Regions from separate parts of the Zea mays genome. Here regions 2 and 3 are each linked to region 1. The links are chromatin contacts, called in public Hi-C maps. All regions are on one chromosome and are shown on one strand. The core of a region is the stretch at or near the end of the contact, and the rest is flanking DNA. Distances in the headings are between cores, read along the strand shown.

Evidence for each region. Hi-C and Micro-C count contacts between places; a contact is called where the count stands out from the background.
Region 2: a contact with region 1 is called in a Hi-C map of endosperm, with 2.9 times the contacts expected there. The contact joins two enhancer-like sites. A contact is called at or near these places in 3 of 25 Hi-C or Micro-C datasets (bundle sheath, endosperm and tassel).
Region 3: a Hi-C map of ear shows a contact between it and region 1, with 3 times the contacts expected there. The contact joins the promoter of LOC100276961 here to the enhancer-like site in region 1. A contact is called at or near these places in 3 of 25 Hi-C or Micro-C datasets (bundle sheath, ear and tassel).

Annotation. Positions count from the first base shown.
Region 1 is chr5:94,819,502-94,823,559 of Zm-B73-REFERENCE-NAM-5.0, forward strand. No RefSeq gene overlaps it. Among protein-coding and RNA genes, the nearest start is that of LOC103626716, 24 kb to the right of the region's middle. Within about 2 kb of position 2,405, at least 20 of the 20 cell types and tissues checked have an H3K27ac peak or open chromatin away from gene starts, as enhancers often do. A contact at or near this core is called in bundle sheath, ear, endosperm and 1 more, where this site is marked.
Region 2 is chr5:94,382,138-94,386,462 of Zm-B73-REFERENCE-NAM-5.0, forward strand. No RefSeq gene overlaps it. Among protein-coding and RNA genes, the nearest start is that of LOC100285564, 80 kb to the right of the region's middle. Within about 2 kb of position 1,449, at least 17 of the 20 cell types and tissues checked have an H3K27ac peak or open chromatin away from gene starts, as enhancers often do. A contact at or near this core is called in bundle sheath, endosperm and tassel, where this site is marked.
Region 3 is chr5:95,278,166-95,282,185 of Zm-B73-REFERENCE-NAM-5.0, forward strand. LOC100276961 reads right to left here and starts at 2,103. Exons shown (of 3, transcript NM_001150649.2): 1 at 1,565-2,103; 2 at 1-65. The coding sequence starts at 1,997.

The DNA of each region.
Region 1 (4,058 bases), core at 1,155-3,654:
CTGTTCACCGAATCAGCCATTAATGTCCTTCCAAGCCGGCTTTCTTTTTCCTTTTGTTTTGATTCTTATTTTGACCGGGGGGGCAGATAAACTTGTTGACGCTTGGCAGATGACGCTTCTTCTCGTTAATCCACCGAGAAGCCAACTTTCTGGCACTGAGGTGCACAGTCCATGATAAGCTGCTAGGACCACTGGAGAGGGAGATCCATGATACAAGGCGGAGAGAAATGTCGCATAAAGACTGCACTTGGGTAAGCACCGTTTGACAGACAGGTGGTCAAAGTCAAGTTGGATTGCTCCACAATAATTCCTCTCATGGAGCCCACACACGTACACCCAGCCCATCTCGCCAATGATGCCATGGCTTTGGGGTGGGGGCATTTGTCGCGTTCTGGTGTGCTGGAAACGGAACGGAGCAGTAGCAGTTCAAAGGAGCAAACTTGGGGGAGCTTTGTTACTTACTAGTGTAGCTTGCCTTGAAGCTTCTGCTGCTGAGCACCTCGTCTACATATGTACAGCAGTCATGCTGACTTGCGCCGCGGAGCAAGAATTTATGCACGGTGGTCGCTGCTCTCAAGCAAACTTGTTTTCAGTTAACAGTTGTACTGCTATCAACTCGTCTGGAATCTAGTACGGTCAGTGGATGACACGTGGTGGAACGGTGCTTGCCAAACTGACTGCCTTCATTCTTCATGGCCTACAACTACAACAGGTCAGATTGTTCGGCGAGTCGACCTTCTCCAGGTGTACGATTGCAATAAGCAGCCAAGATCAAGCGTAGCACTTTCAGTATCGTAATCTGCATTTTTTTCTGGTTGATAGTTTTTTTTTTACTGAAAAGGTCAGGATAAGTTTTTAAGGTGGATAATTAATAACGCAAACAAGAGATTACCTGGTCATATTCAGGCGATGTGGATCCGGTGGTCGTCGGTGAGCGGTGCGCGCCCGGGTGGGAGGCTTAACTTTTTCCTTACAGGCCTGGAGACTTGGCCCACATAATACAGACTGCCCAGCTGGCCAGCTCCTTCGCGAGAGCTCGATCCACTCGGCCTCTTTAGCAGTGATGGGCCAACAAATGGAGTAATCTATCACCCCAAAAAAAACATAAGGCCGTAAAAGATGGTCTTTAGATACAATTACACTTATTTGGGCTGACCAGGTACGACAATTACCTGCGAACGATGTTGGTCACGAGCGAGAAGAAGGAACCGTAATTCACTTATTTGGGCTGACCGCTTCTTACATCCGTACATGGGCTTTATATGGCCCATTGCTCGTGGCCTGTTACCCCGCTATGCACTAGTGTTGCGCTTTTTTTCATTTAAAATATTTAGATTTTAAAACTATACTCCAGAACTGAAATATTGCGAAAAAAAAATGAGTGGCTACCGTCCCAATAATGGACTACAGAGGCTCAATTATGAATATTTTTGCATTTTTTTGGCACCAGGATCCCTAGGGGACCTGCCGCCGAGTATAGGGGCAAAAAAGACCCCCTCGTCTCTATACTCTTATTTTTTAAATAGGGTGTTTGGTATGTTTCATATGAGGAAAAAATATGCGACGTCTTGTCTTGCAACTCCTGGCACTACTAGCCAGTACACCTATGATGATAATTTCTCATATAGAATATACTAAACATCTTATTTAATAAGGGCAAAACATGTGTCGCCCCTCCCTCGACCAAGACGGTGTGATATCAAAGAATGAATATCTTTGGTACAAGATTGCGATATCACAAAGGTGCATGGCATGTACAAAGCTCTGAGATTAATCTCAAGAAAATGCTTCTGAACACCATGGTATTTTTCCCTTCATACTCAACCAATTGTCATAACCTTAATTCTGCAAAAACCCTAATACCTGATTACTCCAAACCAAACAGACTTGCCACTGCTAGCACGCACGTGCCACACCAGCGCGAGCAAAGCCGGTGGTTTGGTGCGTGCATGCAGGTGCAGCGTCTGGCTGGCAGAGCGCGTCGTCGCCGTGGACAGGAGGATTTCTTTTTTGTTTTCTGAACAAGGACAGCAGGATCTTTTTGCAGGACACAGGACGACGCCATCTATCACGTCGGCGTCGGCGTCGGCGGGGCCTGGTAGCGTGGACTCCGCGTCATGCGCCCATGCCCGTGCCGACACGCACCGGACAACTCGTGCATGCAACCTGGCCGAGCGGCGAGAGCGTGCTTATTAATTTATTTATTAATTAATCAGATCAGAAGAAGCCCCGGTGGAGTGGAGTGGAGCCACGCGCGCGCGCATCTCGACGGCGATTTTTCAGGCATGAACGCGCCGCGACCGACCGACCGAGCGCCCTGACCACGCGCTCACGCACACACTTACGTAAGGAACAGTTGGATGCATGCATGGCACTGGCACAGCACAAGAAGCACATGTTCCCCGTGCGGTGCGGCACAAGTGAGGACCCAGCGCAGCAGCAGAGGAGATCTCCCACTTCTCCAAGTACATGTACTCCTACCCACCAACACTTTCTGCTCGGTTGGAGAAGCATGCGGACGCAAGGGAATCAGAAGGCGGTGGGTGGTTGGTGAGTCTCTTGCGTCTCATATGCTACTGTCCACGTACACAGATCTAATCTAGGATAATCCGGGGTACCTAGCTAGCACTACGAGTATGTAGTAACTAATTAACCTGCGGGGTGTACTATAGCTAGCTTAAGAAAACAAAGGAGAGGAACCAAGTATATATGACGGACAGCGCTAAGGCTATCGTCTCCAGCAGCTCTCCTACTCCCTCTAGTCTAAATTGACGTTTAAGGCAACGAAGGAATGGATCAAAAATTTTGATGTTTTAGCTTTTGCATGCAAATTTAGCCGTTTTTGCCCCTGCATGCGCGCTTAGCGTGCACCAATGTTGCGCATTTAATTCCCCTTGCTACATGGGGCTCCTTATTTTCTCTGCATGCATGCGTATTAAACATGCTGAAATTGTGGAGCAGCATAGACACTTTGTCACGAGCTAAAAAGAAAAGAAAATGAAGACCGGCATTACCAATTTCATTGTTCGGTGGTTCCATATTCAAATCCATCATGAACAAGCACCACAGTTAGTAGTAGAGTAGTAGTATCTGGTTAGCTGGATTATTTTGGATATCTGGCACCAGTACGTTTGCAATGCATCTAGTGATAGCTAGCCGGATTACATCCACGCATCGGCAACATTGGCGCGAAAAAAATGGCATGCAGCGGCAACATTGGCGCGAACGAAAAAAATGACGGATGCAGCAAAATAAATCCCATCGCGAAAAAAGGGCCTCTAATGCACGGCCAGGAGTTGAACCGGAGACCGTAGGCTTCAAAAATGTCTTTCCAACCACATGAGCTAAGAGAATATAATGACCTCCAATGCCACACGACCTTATTTACTAAAGGTAAAACGGGAAACATGCACTCTAGTTAATGACTTCTCGTCAAGAATTTTAGACCTGGAGGGAGTATATCCCATTCTCTATCTTGTTTTCTATATCAAACCCCGCTCAACAAACACTATTATATGTGGTGCAAACATTATTTCGCACACGATCATATGCATGATAACGAGCGGGTAACGAGGCACCATCAACATCAACAGTAGAGGCACCGATCGAGCCCGTTCCATTAGTACACAGACGCTCTATAGCGGCGGTTGTGAACCAATTTTCACTAGTGTTTCTTGGAACCGCCGGTGCTAGGAGCCAGTAGAAATTATCATTTTACAGGCGGATAACTAAGAACCGCCAGTGAAAATCGATTTCACTGGCAGTTGAGTTAAGAAAATCGCTAGTGAAAAGTATTTTCATAAACATTAAACGAGTTTTTAAAACAGAAAAAATTATTTCAAGAGACACCCAGCCCTCGCTCGTCTCAGTCATAAGTCATGGCATTTTTCACATAAAATTCGCGCGTTACGCGGTTGTTAGTGAAAGGATCACGATGCCCAAGAGGGGGGGTGAATTGGGCTTTTCTAAAAATCAACACTAATTAAAACCTAAGCAAGAGCTAAACAAGAGCCCAACTTCACCCCAACAACTAGCACTAAGAAAATAATACTAGAAAT
Region 2 (4,325 bases), core at 199-2,698, 440 kb before region 1:
GGATTTGATCACTTGGGTGTGTCTAGAATTGAATGCTAGAGCTCTTGTAAGTAGTTGGAAGGTGAAAAACTTGGATGACTTGAATGTGGGGTGGTTGGGGGTATTTATAACCCCAACCACCAAACTAGCCGTTTGGTGAAGGCTTCTGTCGCATGGCGCACCGGACAGTCCGGTGCGCCACCGGACACTGTCCGGTGCGCCAGCCACGTCACCTGGCCGTTGGGTTCCGACCGTTGGAGCTCTGTCTTGTGGGCCCGCCTGCCTGTCCGGTGGTGCACCGGACAAGTCCTGTAGACTGTCCGGTGTGCCACCCGCGCGTGCTCTGTCCTCTGCGCGCGCAGGCGCGCATTTAATGCGTTGCAGTCTACCGTTGCGCGTGAAGTAGCCGTTGCTCCGCTGGCTCACCGGACAGTCCGGTGTTACACCGGATAGTTCGGTGAATTTTAGCGGAGCGGATTCCCGAAGCTAGCGAGTTCAGAGTCGCTCTCCCTTGGGGCACCGGACAGTCCGGTGAATTATAGCGAAGCGCCTCCGAGAATTCCCGAAGGTGAAGAGTTCAGCTTGGAGTCCCCTGGTGCACCAGACACTGTCCGGTGGCACACCGGACAGTCCGATGCGCCAGACCAGGGAGCACTTCGGTTGTCCCTTGCTCTCTTGTTTGAACCATTTTCTTGGTTTTTTTATTGGCTTATTGTGAACCTTTGGCACCTGTAGAACTTATAGACTAGAGCAAACTAGTTAGTCTAATTATTTGTGTTGGGCAATTCAAACAACAAAATCAATTAGGAAATAGGTGTATGCCTAATTCCCTTTTAGTAGCAATACAAACAAACATGGTATAGACAAAATTAATATCACACCAAACATAAGGACAAACTCCATAATAATATCCTACGTGATGCTACGAGATCGTGGGATCGAGAACCACTAAATTCGGAGTTACAGTTATAAAGTTATGATTTTCTAAAGATTTAGGAGTTTGGTACAAAAGAAATTAAGTACATAATTTAAATTTATGTTTCATAACAAAATAAAGTTACCAGGAGATAAACAATATTATTATGGATTTATTGCAATTGGAATGGATCAAAAAGGAGTTAAAATGTTCAAGTTATGATTTTTTGAAGTTTTATGGGTGATAAGGGCTAATTTGCAAATACCCGGGATCTAACCGTAATCGAATTAAACCTGAGAGGGATGGCGGGTTTATTTTTCAAAAGGTTAGGGGCTCTTTAGCAAAGTTCCACGGCGAAGGGGTATGGACATCACACAGCCGCCCGATCCGATCCGGACGACCCGGATTAGATTAATACTTTAACCATCCAGTATTGAATCCGGATTGCAGGATTCAAAACCAACGGTCCAGATTTTAAATAGCTGAGAACTACTCGCGTTCACTTCATCGGAATCCAACGGTGCGCGTTCTGCCGGCCGAAACGTTACCCAAGCTATGTTCTTGATCACTGATCGTTCATCCGACGGCTAGAAGCTTTCCTCCCTACCCACGGTCAGCCCGCGGCAGCGCACAGGCCACCAGCGGCGGCGCCATCGCCGACGAACATGCGCCGAGGCAGCAGATCCCCAAACACAAGAACGATCGGTGCTATTTGACGAGGAGATTAATGTGAACACGAATGGGGCACCTACCGGAGATAGACGACGGCGCGCGCTGGCCAAAGCGACCGTGGCTTTGCAGCGAGGTACACGCTCCGACGAGCAATTTGCCCAGTTCCTCCCGAAAGCCGCCACCAATCACGCTGCCGAGACTTCCGCCGAGCTTCACGAAACCCCCGAGCGACTTATCGCGGCCAATGGTGAAGCTTGCCTTGACACCAGCGGTGGTGCTGCTACTCTTCACCCTCACGCTCCCATCTGCTCACCACGACGGCTGTAATGGAAACCGGGGCCATGGCGACCTTTATAGACGTTGGGAGGAGCAAGTCCGATCCGAGAAGATCAGTCACGGAAGAATCCAATGCCAGCTTGCGTTGAGCGGATCTCGGTGAGGTTGTTGCGCCCGAAGCTCTGTTGTGTGGGGAAGAAACGGCTGACAGGAGGGCCCCGTATCACAGCGTCCAACGGATCGACGTGCATGGCCGAAAGGTCACCGACAAGGCGGACCCATGAGTCAGCCTGGCTGTGTGAATCGGCCGCGTAGCAGGGCGTTATGGTGAACTGGGCCGAGCGCGCGTATGGTAGTGGGCCAAGGGGAAATTTCGGCCCAGTCGCAGAGATAAGTTTCTCTTTTCTTTTTTTTTCTTTTTCTATTGTTTTTTCAAATTCCAATTTGATTCAAGCTTTAAACTTAAAATTTCGAAAATACTTAGGACTAGGGTTTTAACATGTTTTTGCATAAGTTTTCATTTATTTCTACTGTGTTTATTTAAATATTTTAAACTACCTAGTTAATGAAAGAAATATCCCACTTGTTTTATCACACATGAGAAATCTTATTGTGATTATATATCTAAATCACATGTTTTAAAGACACAATTACATAATTTTGATACTAAAGTATAGTCTTATCTCATCATATCTAGAGAATATTTCTAATTATTTAATCCAAAAGAAGAGTCTAACACATAAACCAAGTATAATTTAATTTCTAAGTATCTTTTATTTTAATCTTTTATTTAGGCAATATATTTATTTTGGGACATTTTTAATTATTGATGTTATAATTTCCAAAGTGGAATTTTCGGTGTTACATATTTGGCATACAAATAAATGTCCATCAATAGTCTTCGTGAATAAAGTAGGATCGGCTTCCCAATTTTAAATGAATTTGCAATAAGGAAACCTCTTAGGCATTCATACCATGCTTTAGGTGCTTGCTCTTCGTCTTCCTCCAGGCAAATGCCGACGTGTTCGCATGGGAGCCGTCACAGATGCCTGGGATCCCCATGGAGGTGATCGAGCACCATCTGAAGATCCACCCTGACGCCAAACCGGTGAGTCAGAAGCCTCGGAGACAGTCCATTGAGCGGCAAGACTTCATCCGTAAGGAGGTCCGGAAGTTGCTAGACGCTGGCTTCATCGAAGAGGTTCATCACCCAGTGTGGCTGGCCAATCTAGTCATCGTCCCAAAGGCAAACGGGAAGCTTCAGATGTGTATCGACTACACCAGCCTTAATAAAGCTTGTCCCAAGGACCCGTATCCACTTCCACGTATAGATCAAATCATGGATTCTACCTCCGGGTGCGACCTCTTGTCCTTCTTAGATGCTTACTCTGATTTCCATCAAATCCAGATGTCTAGGGAAGATAGGAAGCATACCGCTTTTGTAACAGTGGATGGGCTTTACTGCTATGTCGTAATGCCTTACGGTCTGAAAAACGCTTTGCCGACATTTGTGCGGGCGATGAGTAAGACTTTCGGGGACCTGATTAGGGACAAGGTGGAAGTGTACGTCGATGACATTGTAGTCAAGACTAAGAGAGGGTCGACCCTAGTGGAAGACTTAACCCTGGTGTTTGACAAGCTGCAGGCAACACGCACAAAGCTGCACCCGGACAAGTGCGTCTTTGGTGTCTCCGCATGAAAGTTGCTGGGGTTCCTGGTTTCGCACCGGGGCATTACAGCAAACCCGGAGAAAATCAAAACAATTGAGGCGATGAGGCCTCCGGCCCGTATCAAGGACGTCCAGAAGCTTACGGGGTCATTAGCCGCCCTTAGTCGCTTCATTTCAAGGTTGGTTGAGAGGGCGCTGCCCTTCTTCAAGCTGTTGAGGAAGTCCGGCCCAATCTCTTGGACCGAAGAGGCGGACGAAGCCTTTCAAGAGTTGAAGCAGCACCTGGTGTCCCTACCAATACTGGTAGCTCAAGAACCTGGGGAGCCGTTGTATTTATACATCATGGCGGCTGCAGAAGCGGTGAGCATGGTGCTGGTCGTCGAAAGGACGGCACAAGAAGGCCAGGAACCTTAGGGCTCGGGACCGGCTATAGGGGTCCGGACCGTTCAGAGGCCGGTCTACTATGTCAGCGAGGTCCTCCATGAAGCAAAGGCCAGGTACCTTGAGACGCACAAACTTCTCTATGTTGTGCTTATTGCGTCCAGAAAGCTGCGCCACTATTTCCAGGCACATAGGGTCGTGGTGGTGACCTCCTTTCCGTTAAGGGCCATCCTCCACAACTCTAACGCCACAGGCAACATCGCCAAGTGGGCCGTGGAGCTCGTTGAGTTCTAGCTGGACTTTCAGCCTCGCCACGCCGTCAAGAGCCAGGTCCTAGCTCACTTCATCGTGGAGTGGACACCTCCCTCGAGCGCCCTTGGGGGTCCGGATCCCGATTCGGACCCCACACCTGCGGAGCCCAGGGGTCCGGTC
Region 3 (4,020 bases), core at 853-3,352, 460 kb after region 1:
CTTGTGTATGTTTTTCTTTTTTGGGAGGTTCCAAACACGAACTTGAACACCATCATCACTGACATCTGTTAGGAAGTATAGAGAATGAATCAAAAGAACAAAGACTATGCCCAACAATAGCTCCTTCAACGCTTATAGTGGTAGCTAAATAAAGTGATGCCAATTTCAAATGATCTGCAAAAGGTAATGCTGAGGCAGTTCAGGTCTACAAAATCATGGCTATGCACAAATAACAATAATAGGAAAAAACACTCGTGTGGGAGCATCCGGCACTGGGTCTGCCCTTTTTAATCTTTCATGCAGACTTTCTTTATCTGTCATTACATTAAGAGCTGGATTCGGGATGGAAATAAAACCTTGTCAAGCCATGTTTATATGGAGGAAGAACATGTGGCATCAACTTTGTCTAGTTTTGGAACTTGGAAGGAACAAAAAAAGGATCATAAGGTCGTTGTTTTCTCAACAACTTTTATAGTTGTTTCATGCATGGTATAGGGCCATTGCCTCATCTAACTCAAACGAGTCATTGGGAAATGATTATTACACGTACACGGTTTCATTTCTTTACAGTTTACCAGTACTGCTAGCTTCAAATGAGTAGTTCTATCGTTCATGATTTATTTATATACTTGTCCGTGCTACCTATGATGTCTATCAAGTTCTGACTTCCGAGTACATGACATATTATGGCCATACATTTCCAGACAAGTGGACTGGCAATATGCATCAAAGAAAATTGCAGGTTTGACTCATGGTTGAATTCAACATTTTTCGCACAAAGTTCAATTACTTCTGTGCTGAAGAAAACAGTTTCCTCAACCTTACCTTGCATGTCCCCACTAATATTTATTTCTTTTTCAACCAACACAAAACATTGTTCTGGATTTACTTAGTTCAAGGATATCATATTTTGATAATGTTCAAGATTCTGCCAATGGAATGGCAAGGACACATTCAGTTGTAGAACACAGATCTCTATTTGCCTGGGGGAAGTAAAAGCAGGAAATGCAATCAAGGTTATTTGAGAAATATATCACACATTGCATTTACTTTCCAGCGGTGGATGACCAAATGAGTGGCATCTTCTCAACATGAATGTAGCTGAGCAAAATGTCATAAATAACTAAAACAAAGGGAAATAGCACCCCAGAAAAAGAAAAGGTGGGCAATTCTGTTATTTTTTTACCTTTTCTAAGTCCGATTGTTAGGGATGACAAGATGGGCAGGAGTATTTGCACCGTTTTTGTTTTCTAAGAAGATGAACGAACGATTTTTTTTCATAAGGAACTGTGATTATGCCGATGTGACTACATTCAGAGCAGCATTCAGGCTTGTTGCTGACGACGTTATCTAATTTCGCCGCCCTTCTTTATAAATGTTGCCACCTTGCATGACGTGTTGTCGGGCTACATTTTTAGTTTCTAAATGAAATTACATACAGGGGATCTTCTTCTTGTTTTTTTTTTAATTCGCTGTTGTACCCGAGTGTAACTCCCATGCTCAAGAAATAAAGAAAGGATAACGTAATACTAGTAGGGGACAGGATAGCAGAGAGAGAGCCAACCTGCGGCAGCTACTTTGGTGGAACTATCCCCGGCGCGGCGATTGGCCGGGGCCGCCTCTCCTCGCCGCGCCGCGCCCCCGCCAAAGCCCATCTCCCGGAGAAGCTGCTCCTCAATGTCAGTGGAATATGTTTTCCCCTCGCCAAATCCCGCCGGTTTGGGCCGCATCGTCAGAAACTCCTCCTCGTCTATCTCCATCTCTTCATCGCCATCGTCGGACTCCCAGTCCTCTGCCTCCGTCTCATCCTCCTCGCCGCCGTCATCATCGAGGCTGGGGCCGGCCACGGGCTCGCGGTGGCGACGCCCGTATTTCCTCAGGCGGGGGAACGCGTAAGAGAGGTTGGCCCAACGCGCCCGCGAAGGCCGGGGCCGCGAGAAAGCGAGCGACGTCGCTGCCGTGGTGCACGCCGGTGGTGGGAGCAGCAGGAGTGGCATTTCGGTGTTCTTTATCCTCTCCCTCAGCAACGGCCAGGCCAGCCGGTTCAGACTTCACAGTATTACAATTGAGTGCTTCCCGCAAGAGCTGACGGCCTGGGCCTTCAGGCGCACTGTTTTCATGTTGGGCCAAGTTTTCAGACAACCGAAGATCGGGGGCCTGCTTCCGAGCCTAACGGCTAACAACACGCGGGCAAGAACACGGATTAACATCCACTGGTTTCGGCAACCCTTCCGCCGCAGCCCCGCTCTTTCTATTCATTTTTAAATATCTCTCTTTCATTCAATTCCCTATTTCTCTTCTCTGGTTATTCCTTGTATTCAGCTCTCATTTACATTTTAAGAGGTATATATATCTCTACTATATTAAAGCACCAGTTTTAACGGTCGTCCTACGTCAATAAATTTTAAAAACTCCTTGCATTTCTTCGAAAACAACCCGCACTCCTACGGGTATATACGGTCTCTGGTGATCACGAAATATACGGTCTCTGTTCATAATTTTTTTTTGTTGGTGACGAAATATATAAGCATAAGCTTTACCAAGAAAATCATAGATTAAGCCAATCCTGCCAAATCGTATGAGAACGCAAATTATAGGACACATTTCTCTACTATAATTAAAGCATGGCACTTCTCTACATGATAGTAATTATCATTATATGTGCACGATGCACTGAGATATCAGTGTGTAACAAGTCACAGTATTATCTTATCTCTTCTTATCTAAATTGCCCTTATTAAACCCAATTTATGAACATGAAGCACAAAGTCGAGTTGCGGCTTTTGCTGATTTGCTCTATATCAGTCCATTGCTGACCTTCCACTACGATAACTGCTAACTGAGCCATGTTCATCACTTATTTAATATATAACAAGAATGTTGGAGCTACAAACTGCATTATAATGGGTCTTCGACCTACAAATTGCATGTTTTCATAAAACAGGTGAATTGCTAAGTAATTATTATTATAAGTGCATGATGCACTGAGATATTGGTGCTAACAAATCACAATAGTATTTTATCCCTTTTTATCTGAATTGTCATTATTAAACCAAATTTATGAATAAGAAGCACAAAGTCAAGCTACAACTTTTGCTCTATATCAGTTCATTGGTGACCTTCCACTACGACCATTTGCTACTTCATATTTTTTCTTAAATGGGGTACCAACAAAAACATCTTTATAGTTGGTTTAATTGTAAAGGTTTAGAAAATGTTTGAATAAAAATCGTAGAAACGTACGGACACCTAACTATAATAGGTAGCAGAGAAAAGATATATCTATCTCTACTACCTATTAAGAAACTACTGTAGACCACGGGAGCTACCATGCCCCCTTCGTCCGGCCTCAGCTCTGCGATGCTCGGGATATGCGCCCCCTGCCAGCGCAACCTCAGTGGTCCAGGCCTCGCCCCTCTTCTGTCGCCCCCCCCCCCCCCCCCCCCCCCCCGTCCCGCCTCCCCCTCTACGCACACGCCCATCAGCTTCCCATCAAGTTGATATTTATCGTTCAGTATAAATATAATAATGATATTTATCGTTCTGTATATATGTTTTATACTATTTTTAACTGACGTGGCAACGCATGGGCACATACCTAGTTTGACTTAGTACAATATTTGTAATACCATAATACACATTTTTCAGTAATTAAACTCAAAAAAGATTAATTTTATAGTTAATACACTGATTAGTGAAAGGGGATATTAGCACCCACCTCAAGAGGGGGATTTTCTTCTCTCACCTAAAAGAGGGAGAGGGGGAGGGGGAATTGTTGGAGTCATTCAGTGATGAACAACACAAGAAAGATTAGGGCTGTTAGAGGTGGTGTCGAGTACTCGGGAATCGGGTACCCGAAATAGGCACTAAAAATGGCCTACTTGCCAACCAAAACTTTGCCGACCAACTCTGCGAGGCAGACCGGATGACCAACTCTCCGATGATGACCAACTCATGGATGATGACCAACTCTCCGATGATGACAAACTCTTAGATGATGACCAACTCTCTGGTGATGAC